3 separate regions of the Mus musculus genome follow, and regions 2 and 3 are each linked to region 1. The links are chromatin contacts, called in public Hi-C maps. All regions are on one chromosome and are shown on one strand. The core of a region is the stretch at or near the end of the contact, and the rest is flanking DNA. Distances in the headings are between cores, read along the strand shown.

Region 1 (3,269 bases), core at 435-2,934:
GGGTCTCTGGGACAGGGTCTGGTGGGAGGGCCGCAAGCTGACACAGGAGAGAGGCTGGAAGACGCCCAGTAGAGAGGCTGGGCGGACGAGGGCGGGGCCATTTGTAAGGACCAATCATCGGGAGATACCACGACCGGGCCGCAGTCGCCCCGCCCCACGGGCTCCAACCTCTGCGGCCCTGTTCCGTCCTTTGAGTCACTGCATCCCCTAGTGGCGTTGAGGTTTCTGCAGCCTGGGTCCAGAAAACACTGCCCGGATGAGCAAGGTCCGAAAGAGACTTCGGGTGCACCCCAGGGCAGTGTAAGAGGTGTTCCCATTCCACCCTCCAGGGCAGAGAGCTTGGCTTTAGAGGGTTACTGGAACTGAAGGCGTCATCCCCTCTTCATTTCTTTACCCCATAATATTTCCCACTTATTCAAAACTTGGATTCCCGACAAGCCCTTTCTTAAAAGTTCCAAGTAACTTCTTCTATTCTACTGTGGAGAAAAGCCATCAATATCTACCTTGAAGCCAGTGGAGTGCGGGGAGAGGGAAGGTGCGTTCTTTTTACAATACAACCCTTGAAGAAGACAAAATTTATTTAGAAATGTGCCCTGCGGGCTTGGGTTTGGAGCTTCTCCTGACACCCCCCCCCCTTTTACATCTGATCTTTGACTGAAATCAAGGCTGAATTTCTAAATACAAATTACGAAGATACCTTTTTTTTAAAAACGAGTCTTCCCTCCCTTCTGAGTTCACCCTGCACCCCTTGGTCCCACGTTTATGAGGGCGGCCCAGTCTTAGAATATCGATTTTTTTACTTTCACTCTTTGACCAACCCATCTCTCCTGGGCCAATCAAGCTGCCAGCATCTCTTCCAGCTCACGGCGCTCTCAAAACCTTTTAATTATTTAGTTGCTGTCTAACATTCACCGGAAACCATTCCATAAACAAGCAGAGAAGACCGCACACACATTTTTGCTAAAAGGCCCGGGATTAAGATCTAGAATGAGAGTTTAAAAGGGAAAAATACTATTGCTGTATCACTCATGAGTTGTATAAGGCATCAGTCAGCCAGTCCCTAGTTCACAGCTTCGAGAAAAGTCTCGAGTAAGCATATCTCTTTGGTCCCGGGCACCGAGATGTAGATGATAATAATAATAATTTTTTTAATGCGCAAAAGAAATCCTTCTGGAGACAAGAAAGAAAGCTGCTGACGCCAAGAACTGAACATGTTAGTCTATACGGCTTAGAACGTATTTTTAAAGACTGAAAAAGAATATACTTCTGAAAAGGATGGCTTCCCTAGTAGGGGCGCCTCTCTAATAGATGTAGTAGTGGGGATGGAGAGGATTATTCGTCTTAATTCAATCACCAGAGGAGCTAGACTGGATGCAAAGACACTCCCCTCCCTTGGAAAAACAAAATATCTAATAGGCCCCTCCAGGTCTGAGGTAGTTTAGGGTTGGCAGAGAGGGGTAGGGGGCCTGAGGCTAGGCGCCCCGGGCACTGGATCCAGCCTGTAGGGGGTATTTAACATGTAATTCCCAGCCGGTCCGCCCCTGTTCCCGGACTGACAGTGGGTAATTGGGAAAGAGGACGTTGCTCTTTTGATGGCCCGCGCCGGCCAGTCTCGCCGACGCCACACTGGGTTTGACGTCACGGGCCGGCCCCAGAGTCAGAAACACAGAGCAGGGGAGGGGGAGGGAAAAAGAGAGGAGGGGGATACCGGAGAGGGAGGGCCGAGGTCGGCTCCGAGACCCACCGGGAAGAAGGGGGAAGGGATCGAGTCCGGAGAGGCTGCGGCGCGTGGCCTGAGGCGGAGAGCTGGACTCCGGGGGTCTGGGCCAGGACAGGCGCCGGTCTGACCCGCCTTGCTCGCAAATGCAGGCCGGGCTTCCTCTTCCCTTGGCGGGTGGTGGGGGAGGGGAGGGGGCTTGAGGCCGGAGGGAAAGGTGGTCCCAATCCTTCAGTTCCAGAGAGCTACAAAGCTGATCCGGGCCTCGTTAAGGGACGTCTGGGTGCCCCCTTAAAGACCTGGGGTGCCACCACCACCACAACCCCAAGGCACACCGGGTCTGGCTCGGTGTACCGCATTCCCCTTCTTCCCCTGGAGCATCTGGCGGAGCTGGGGGAAAGGCAAGAGAAAGCCATCAAGGAGAATGCTGTTGCCGCTGCTGCCTGGAGTCTTTGGCTCCTGCAGTTCATGAGGCCTCTCTCTATAGGGTAAGGGGCTGACGAACGCTACGGTTCCCTGGGGACTCAGCATCTGGAGCGGAGCAGGCAAAGGCTCAGCTAGAACCGGGATCTGGGGCTGTTGTACTTGGATAGCCGGAGTCAATTTGGCCTATCTGAAAACCCAGGCCTTGAGGCTGCTGCTGGAGGCGTCAAGTTGAGCAGGGTATGTGTGCCCTCTTGGGGAAAGGGTAAGAAATGGATCTGACTTACTCTATGCGTGGAGTAAGCTGAGACACCCCTCACCCCCCTACACACACACACACACACACACACACACACACACACACACTTGCCCATCCTCAGGTCCCTCCCACTCGCCTTCACTAGGGCGACCCCATCCCTCTAGAAGTAGACACAACCGGTCCCCTTCAGAATTTGGAAGCCCTGATTGAAAAAAAAGGTTTAGCGAGTGATTGGGCCTCATCACTTGGGGCCATGGACCCAGAAGGTAGAAATCCACCCAGAGTCAACAACCCGAACCTGACTCCGAGAGAGACCAGGCGAGCTCCGCGGGGCCGAGATGCGAAAAGATGCTACTTTGGGGGTCGCGGGGGTGGGGGGGTTGTTGAGCGCAGCCCTCCAGAGAGTGACCTGCAAAGCCAAACCCCGGGGGTCGAAGTACTATAGTTACTAATCCTGGGCAGGGGTAGAAAGCGTGCCTCGGAATGCCTAGGGCTGTCATTTGAGCGTGTTTACTTAGGGACTTTGCACGCCGAGCGCAAGCGGAATAGTAGGATTCTCCTAGAGGCAGCAAATGTTTGCAGGCTGGAAAACGAAGCGGAGCGGGGCGTGCTGCCTTGTCCCTCCTCCCGGAGCCAAGGCGCCGGCCTGGGCGGATCTGATGGCGCGGTTACCGACTGAAGTGAAGCCCGGAACCTGAAGGGCTGGGAGGTCGGGGAGAAAGCAGAGCAGCACCGAAGGCCAGAAATTAAATTCACAGCCCGGGACCCCGACGACCCAAGGACTAGGGAAAAAGTCACTTCCCATTCCAGCTCGATCAATCTTCCTTCCATGCGATTGATTAATAGAAAACGAAGTGAAAAGACCGTGGT
Region 2 (3,269 bases), core at 443-2,942, 8.8 Mb after region 1:
ATTAAACTTCCAAAGTTTTAAGCAGGAGTTTTAAATTACCCTATAAAGGGAAAGTTCACACAAGTTCTTAAAACTGTTAATATTTTCAGTGTAAAACTGAAGAAATTAAAGTCTTCGTTGATTGATGGATATGCTAACGAATTTCTTACCAATTAAATAAAATGAAGATCATTCCTGAAAATTTGAATGAAATTAAATGTTCCAAAGACATCTGTAGTCACTTTAGAGTAAATATTAGCGAAACTTTAAACAGAAAATGTGTGTGAATCATAACCTTCCTTAGAGAAGTTGAGAGATAATTTAGATATTCTCAGCCTGCAAAAATTCTGTTAGAAATTCCCTTTTAACTAGAACTTGAATACCTGATTGGAGGACCAGATCCAGCAGAAGAAGCGCTTCTTTTCCAAAGGGCTTTGCGAGCTGTTGAGCTCCCGTGGACTCCTTAGGTGTTCTTCCTTCCGACTGTGTTCTTGCAGCTGCTTCAGAGTTGCTGCTTCCTCACTTGTATGCCCAAGTTGTGACATGATTGTACATCTTTTAGGACTTGGTGGGGAAACTTAAGGATGCTTCAAAAAGCCTGGAAAGAGCAACTCAGTTGTAATTTGGGGAGGCTGATGACCCCAGGAGCCTAGAGGAAAACCAGACGCGCCTTGTCTCCTGCTGGACCATCGTTCGCGCGAGCTGGATGTCATTTTCAGTGGAAAAAGAGCTAGCACCCTTTTGAAGTGATGCCAACCATCAATTTTGACACTTTTTTTACACATGTGAAATGGTTAAGAGGGAGACTCTTAAGCATCTGGATTTTCAGTATTACTCTTGCGTTCCTTCTATCTTGAGCGTCTTCAAGCCCTATTAAAGTATCGTACCCTGAATAAATACGGTGGTATTCCCACAAGAAGGGCGGCATTCTGTTTGGAGTTTGTGTGTGACTTTGACGACTGAGTGTGCCAAGCACATCTGCCCTGCGTGGGCTCGGACGCCTGCCTTGCCCCAGGTTAAGTGTTTCGGGAAAGGTGTGCGGCCGGGCCGTGCTCGCTGCCCGGCCCGCCCGTTACCTGCGCCCGGCCCGCCCGACCCCGCGAGCGGAGCCAGCCCGGCCGCTGCCCGCGCGCGCCTCTTCCCGGCCGCCAGCGGGCGGGGCGGCCGCTGTTGTTTCCGCGGGCCCGATCCGGCGCAGGTTCGGCAGGGCCGAGCCGGGGCAGCGGCCGGGCGCCCCCGGCGGCGGGCCCCGCGGACGTGTGCGCCAGAAGCAGGAGACATGGTGGGGGGCGGGGCGGCGTGCGGGGCCGAGCGGGCCGCGCCGGGAGAGCGGCGTGTGGCGCTGTGGAGAAATGCCTCCGTCGCGGCCCCGGCGCGCTGCGCGGGGAGGGGAGGGGGCTGGGCGCGCGGCTCGCGGCGCGCTGCGAGGGGAGGGGGCGGCCACGGGCCCGACTACACCGACACTAATTCCCAGGCCGCCCTTAAGGAATGAGGGGAGCACGTGACCCGGCGGGGGGCGGGGGAGGGGGCGGGCGGACTCCGAGCCATTTTGGAGCCGGTGTCAGTTTCCACTCTGCCTTCAGCCGTGCATTTTTTTCCACCCTCCCCTCCCCCTCCTGGTCCTCCCTCCCCTCCCCCGCCACCCGGCCCGCAAGCACACTCGGCGCCCCCCGCCCGCCCGCCAGCCCGCCTCCCCCACGCGAGTCTGAAATCATAATCGTAGTATTAAAGGCAGAGATCGGGAGAGACAATGGGGAGGTTGGCGAGGGAGCCCCGCGCAGGCTTAGCAACACCTCCCGGCCCCGCAGAATAATACGGCTCGGCCCCTCTGCGCGCCCTCCCCCGAGCGCGGCCGGGAGGCGGCGGCTGCGCCGAGGAGGAGGAGAGGCCCCGAGGAGGCGGCGGCGGAGGCCGCGCGGAGGCGGAGGAGGCCGCGCGGGAGGAGGAGGCCGCAGCGCGCGAGCAGGAGGCCGGCGGGGGAGCGGCATGAGCGGAGCGCGGCGGCCGTGGCTGCTCTCGGCCGCGCTCGGTGCCCATTGACAGCGGCGGCGGCGGCTCGCTCCAAGATGGCCGCTTGGCTCGCATTCATTTTATGCTGAACGACTTTTAACTTTCATTGTCTTTTCCGCCCGCTCAGATCGCCTCGCGCCGGCCGCTCTTTCCGGGTACGTAGGAGGCGAGGCGCCGACGGGCCGTGGCCGGGGACTGGTGGGGGTCGGGGCGGCGTGGAGGGGGGGGGGCGGAGGCGCTGACAGCGTGGGCAACCGGCCCGCGCCCCGCGCCCGCGCCCGCGCGCCCGCCGCCTCCCGCGGCGCCGGACGCCCCGCAGCCCGCACCAGCGCCGCCTGACCGCGCTCCAGCCGCTCCGGCCGCCGCCCGCGCCCGGCCGCGCCGCGCCGCCCCACGTTTTAGTTCCCCGCTCCCCCGAGCGCCCCTCGGCACCCTCGCGCCGCACATGGTCCCCGAGAGCGGCACTTGTGTCTCCAGCCTGCGCGGCTCCCGCGGCCGCTGCGCCCTTTGTTGAGAGGTAGACTTTGCTGAAACGGGGACGGGATCCCGAGATCGGGCGCTGCCTGGGTCCAGTGGCTTCCCTCCTCTCCCGAAGAAAGGGCTCTGGAGGTCTTTGAACCTCCAGGGAACGCCCCCATTTTATAGGGATGGGTACTGTGGGGAACAGCGATCCCGACGAGGTGGGTGTTAGGCTGGGGGGAGCCCCGACAAAAATGTTATTAACTTAAGTTGGAGGGACACTTGTGTGAAATTGGATGGCTGGTAAGATGGCGGTTCCCAGTTGTTTCCAAGGTCTTGTGCATTTGTGTTGGAAAGGGTAAAGTTTTCAAGGTGGTATTTGTTGGGAGTCGAGGACAGGGGTTCCATACGTACTTGGGGCGAGCTCTCAAGGAGGTGGGCATTTAAAATTTGAGCTTTGTTTTGGAGTGAAGCCGGTGACTGTACGTTAGCCTTGCTGAGCGCCCTTTCTCTCTCCACTCTCACCCCTCCTTTTTTCTTCTTTTCTCTCGAAGACACTACAACTTTCCCCTTTGCTGTGGGATGAGCTGAGACTTAGGTCCATTGCATTTTATAGATTTTGCTAAATGTCAGAATAGGTCATGAAGTAAGGGGATGGATGCTTCGGAGAAGGAGCACTAACGCGTTGATTGCTTATGTTTACGTAGTCATTTGGACTTGACAGCGCTGGAGCATGATCGTTTCCCCAGAGCTTTACAGTTAATAATTGGAAATAAACAAGGAGAGAGACTTTGATCATTCCCAATTGCAATAAAAGGATT
Region 3 (3,269 bases), core at 331-2,830, 8.2 Mb after region 1:
TGGTTGCAGCGGCGGCGGAGGCCAGATGGTACAAGAAGTTGGCCTGCGCCTGCACGCTGGGAGGCTTGCAGAAGCTGGTGCGCCTGAAACGGATGCTCTGCACTGACACTTGGCTGGACCCGGAGCTGGAGTCTGACTCGGTGGAAGAATCCTCCTCCTCCGAGCTGATTTCACTGGAATCCGAGGCCCCGCTGCCCCCCTCTTCCTCCTCCTCCTCTTCCTCCTCCTCCTCTCCTTCCTCCTCCTCTTCCTCTGAGGACACCGAGTTGCTGGAGCTGGACAAACTGGAGCCAAAATCCGAGTCATTGGCTGCATGGTCGGAGTAGGAGCTGGACTCGGAGTCGCTGCTACAACTCTCGGGAAAGCTTCCTAGATGGGGTTGCGGCCGGTGGTGATGAGAGGGGTGGTGACTCGGCGTTGGCTGCTGGGCTCGGTGGTGATGGTGATGATGATGGTGGTGATGGTGATGGTGGTGGTGGGGAGGCGGGCAGAAGCTGTTGACCAGATGAAACCTCTCCAAGCAAGTGGCCCCGGCCGCCGCCGCCGCAGCAGCAGCCGCCGCTGCTGCCGCCGCCGCCGCCTTGGCTTTGTAGGATCTGGGCAGCAGCAGCAGGCGCCGGGCTCCGGCGTGAGGCGGGAGCAGGCAGTTCTTGGCGCCCCCGCGCTTGCGCTTGCAGCGGTAAGTCAGGCTCACTGGGCCTCCCGCGCCGGTCGCCGCCTTGGGCTGAGGCCCGGCAGTCTGGTAGTAGGCGGCGGCGGCGGCGGCAGCAGCAGCGGCGGCGGCGGCGGCGGCGGCTGCAGCCGGGTGCTTGCTGCACAGCAGGCTCCGAAAATAAGCGGGGTCCGAGTGGAAGGCGACGTAGTTTCCCTGGAGCTGGGCAGTTTCATAGTTTAAAGAGGATTTGCAAGGCGAGCGAACGATCTCCGGGTAGTGGGAGCCCGGGTATTTGCTAAAAATCTGAGGTAGATGGGCGGCGGGGCGCGCGGCGGCGGCGCCCGGACGCTGGGACTGCGCGCTGATTGGCAGGGGCCGCGCGGCTCCGCTCAGGCCCCGCCAAAGTTGGTGCTTGTCCTTCCAAAAAGCCGGGCGGGGGCTGGCGGCGGCGGCGCGCTCTGGCGGCGGCGCCTTTGTGGCCAGGGCCCGACCGACTCTCCTTCGCTTGGTCTTGAGCACACGCTCGGTTTTGCAGGATGTGTAGAGCGCTTCTACGTCTTCCCGGGAGATGAGCGTGCATTTGGCCGCGTGGAAGGCGATACTGTTGATTGCTTTGAGTTTCCGCAACTCCTCCAGATCGCAGTGGTGCTTTTTCACTTTCAGATGATCCATGCGCTTGTGCACGGTCGTCCTCGGGATGTTTTTCAGCAGATCTGTGAAGACTTGGGAGAGAGCAAACATTTGCTTCCCTTTAATGATGAGGTAGCCGAGCCTCACGCCATCCACCTCTTCGAAACCTGACTTCAGGTCTCCCATCTCGGGCACTAAATGATCCCCACCATTTGCAGTAAATATATACGTGACGCATACATACACATGTATGTATGTTAATCCTCCGCCAGATGCTGCGTGTGTCTCAAGGCATCCTGCTAATAAAATAACAAAGACTGTTATTCCCGGCGAAGGGAGTGCCAAACTCTAGGCGAATTACTGGGGGGTTGGGGGGGGGGAAGAAAAACCCCAAGAAATTACACTGACTTGATTCTCGCTTTTTTTTTTTTTTTTTTTTTTTTTGGTTTTCGTTTTTTTAAAAAAGAGGGAAAAGACCATCCGGTTTCAGCTCTGCCAGTGTGTTGGTCTGAGTCCTCGATGCGGATCAGTACCTGGGCCCCGCTACTCCTTCCTTCTCCATTGGAGCACTATGATAATGGAATGTGAAGGGAGAAAGAGAAAAGAAATGCAGCTGCTATTCCCGCCGCTGCTTTAGCTACAAATAAAATGACAGAGTGAAGTGAGCTCGTCCGGAGACACCTTCATCAATTAATTCCCCTAAAGCCAACGCTGATTGGACACTCCTGACAGGTGATGCAATAAAAATTGATATTCCACCCCTTCCCCCCAAAATCTCCTACTAATTAGCATACCCTTATACTGCCACCTCCCCTCCCAAAGTAAATAATACAGCCGGTATATAAATCTTTCCATTAAACTATCGGAGCTCAGAAACAGCCTGACTCACAGACTTCATCAGAAGCAGTGTATGTACGAGAGAGAGAGAGAGAGAGAGAGAGAGAGAGAGAGAGAGAGAGAGAGAGAGAGAGAGAGAGAACCGTATATTCCCCTTTAAAGAAATACTGCCTATTTTTGCTTTATTTGCATTTTACCGATACAGCTATTATCGTTTCAAAGGAAAGCATTTAAAAAACATTATCAAGCTCAAATAGATATACCCCACCCTTCTTTTCTTTGGAAAATGAAGCTTAAGGGAAAACGTGCAGAATAGCCTGGTATTTCCCTTCTGGGAGTGGAGGAGACTGGCTGGGAGCTCTAAAGTTAAACCCTGAGGTGACCCAGCCCAGTACAGACTTACGTTGGCAATTTCTCTCGAGTCCCCCCACCCCCCATGCCTTTTACAACCAGAAACAAAGTTATTTGACCAAGAAAGCAGTTCGAGGCTCCACCTCAGGAACATGTAACAATTCAATTGGATTTCGCTTCTTTGCTGAGGAGTGGGGCAGGGGGAAGGTAGTTTCTCGTCAGGCCCATAACAAAGCACAGATAAGCCAGAGATGAGTACACTTTTCACCATTAACTAGCCTGGAGTAGAGGTGAGGTCATTCTAGAGTGCCCAGCACCGGCCTGAGCTGGAAGCTTGTCCACAGGTCCGAATTCCAGGGAGCAGATACTTCCTTCTGCAGCAAAGGGAAGGAAAGGGACGGCTCCCCAAGGTGATCCCAGAAGTTTTACATAAAAACAATGAAAAGAAAGTGCTGCTCTATGGCGCAGCGGACCATTTCAGTGGTTGGTGATGGTTTGACTGGAGGGTTAGAGGACTCTTCCACGGCTCCCATGTTTCCCCTGTGAAAGCCAGACATTTGTCTTAAGAAAAATCACTTTGGATGAAGATCAGTCTGCTTTAACCTCTTCTTAGTCACTAGCATGGTTTGCTGTCGTTTTCAAGGATATCCAAAATATTGCCAAGTGAGAGGAAGGGTCTTTCCACTTGCATTTGTAGGATCTCAGATGGGTGGTTGGCTGCTTTGCAAAATTCAGCAAAATCTTCTGCATTTGTAACTCCAGCATAAATGCAGCCCAGGCACCTACATGTTTCCTC

What was found. A called contact is a pair of places that touch in the nucleus more often than the background predicts.
Region 2: a Hi-C map of embryonic stem cells shows a contact between it and region 1, with 25 times the contacts expected there. The contact joins the promoter of Bmi1 here to the promoter of 4930412O13Rik in region 1. A contact is called at or near these places in 4 of 39 promoter capture datasets (cranial neural crest, embryonic stem cells, maxillary cranial neural crest and 1 more), 10 of 484 Hi-C or Micro-C datasets (CD4 T cells, embryonic stem cells, gonadal supporting cells and 1 more) and 1 of 115 datasets of contacts at active chromatin or transcription factors (embryonic stem cells).
Region 3: a contact with region 1 is called in a Hi-C map of embryonic stem cells, with 14 times the contacts expected there. The contact joins the promoter of Skida1 here to the promoter of 4930412O13Rik in region 1. A contact is called at or near these places in 2 of 39 promoter capture datasets (cranial neural crest and embryonic stem cells) and 7 of 484 Hi-C or Micro-C datasets (all in embryonic stem cells).

Annotation. Positions count from the first base shown.
Region 1 is chr2:9,879,562-9,882,830 of GRCm38.p6, forward strand. It overlaps 4930412O13Rik (RIKEN cDNA 4930412O13 gene), which reads left to right and starts at 1,685. Exons shown (of 5, transcript NR_024257.1): 1 at 1,685-2,118; 2 at 2,205-2,380; 3 at 2,982-3,269. It also overlaps a transcript of Gata3 not described here.
Region 2 is chr2:18,675,326-18,678,594 of GRCm38.p6, forward strand. It overlaps Bmi1 (Bmi1 polycomb ring finger oncogene), which reads left to right and starts at 1,693. Exons shown (of 10, transcript NM_007552.4): 1 at 1,693-2,144. Commd3 (COMM domain containing 3) reads left to right here. Exons shown (of 8, transcript NM_147778.4): 8 at 542-906. The coding sequence ends at 601.
Region 3 is chr2:18,046,869-18,050,137 of GRCm38.p6, forward strand. Skida1 (SKI/DACH domain containing 1) reads right to left here and starts at 1,581. Exons shown (of 1, transcript NM_028317.3): 1 at 1-1,581. The coding sequence starts at 1,471.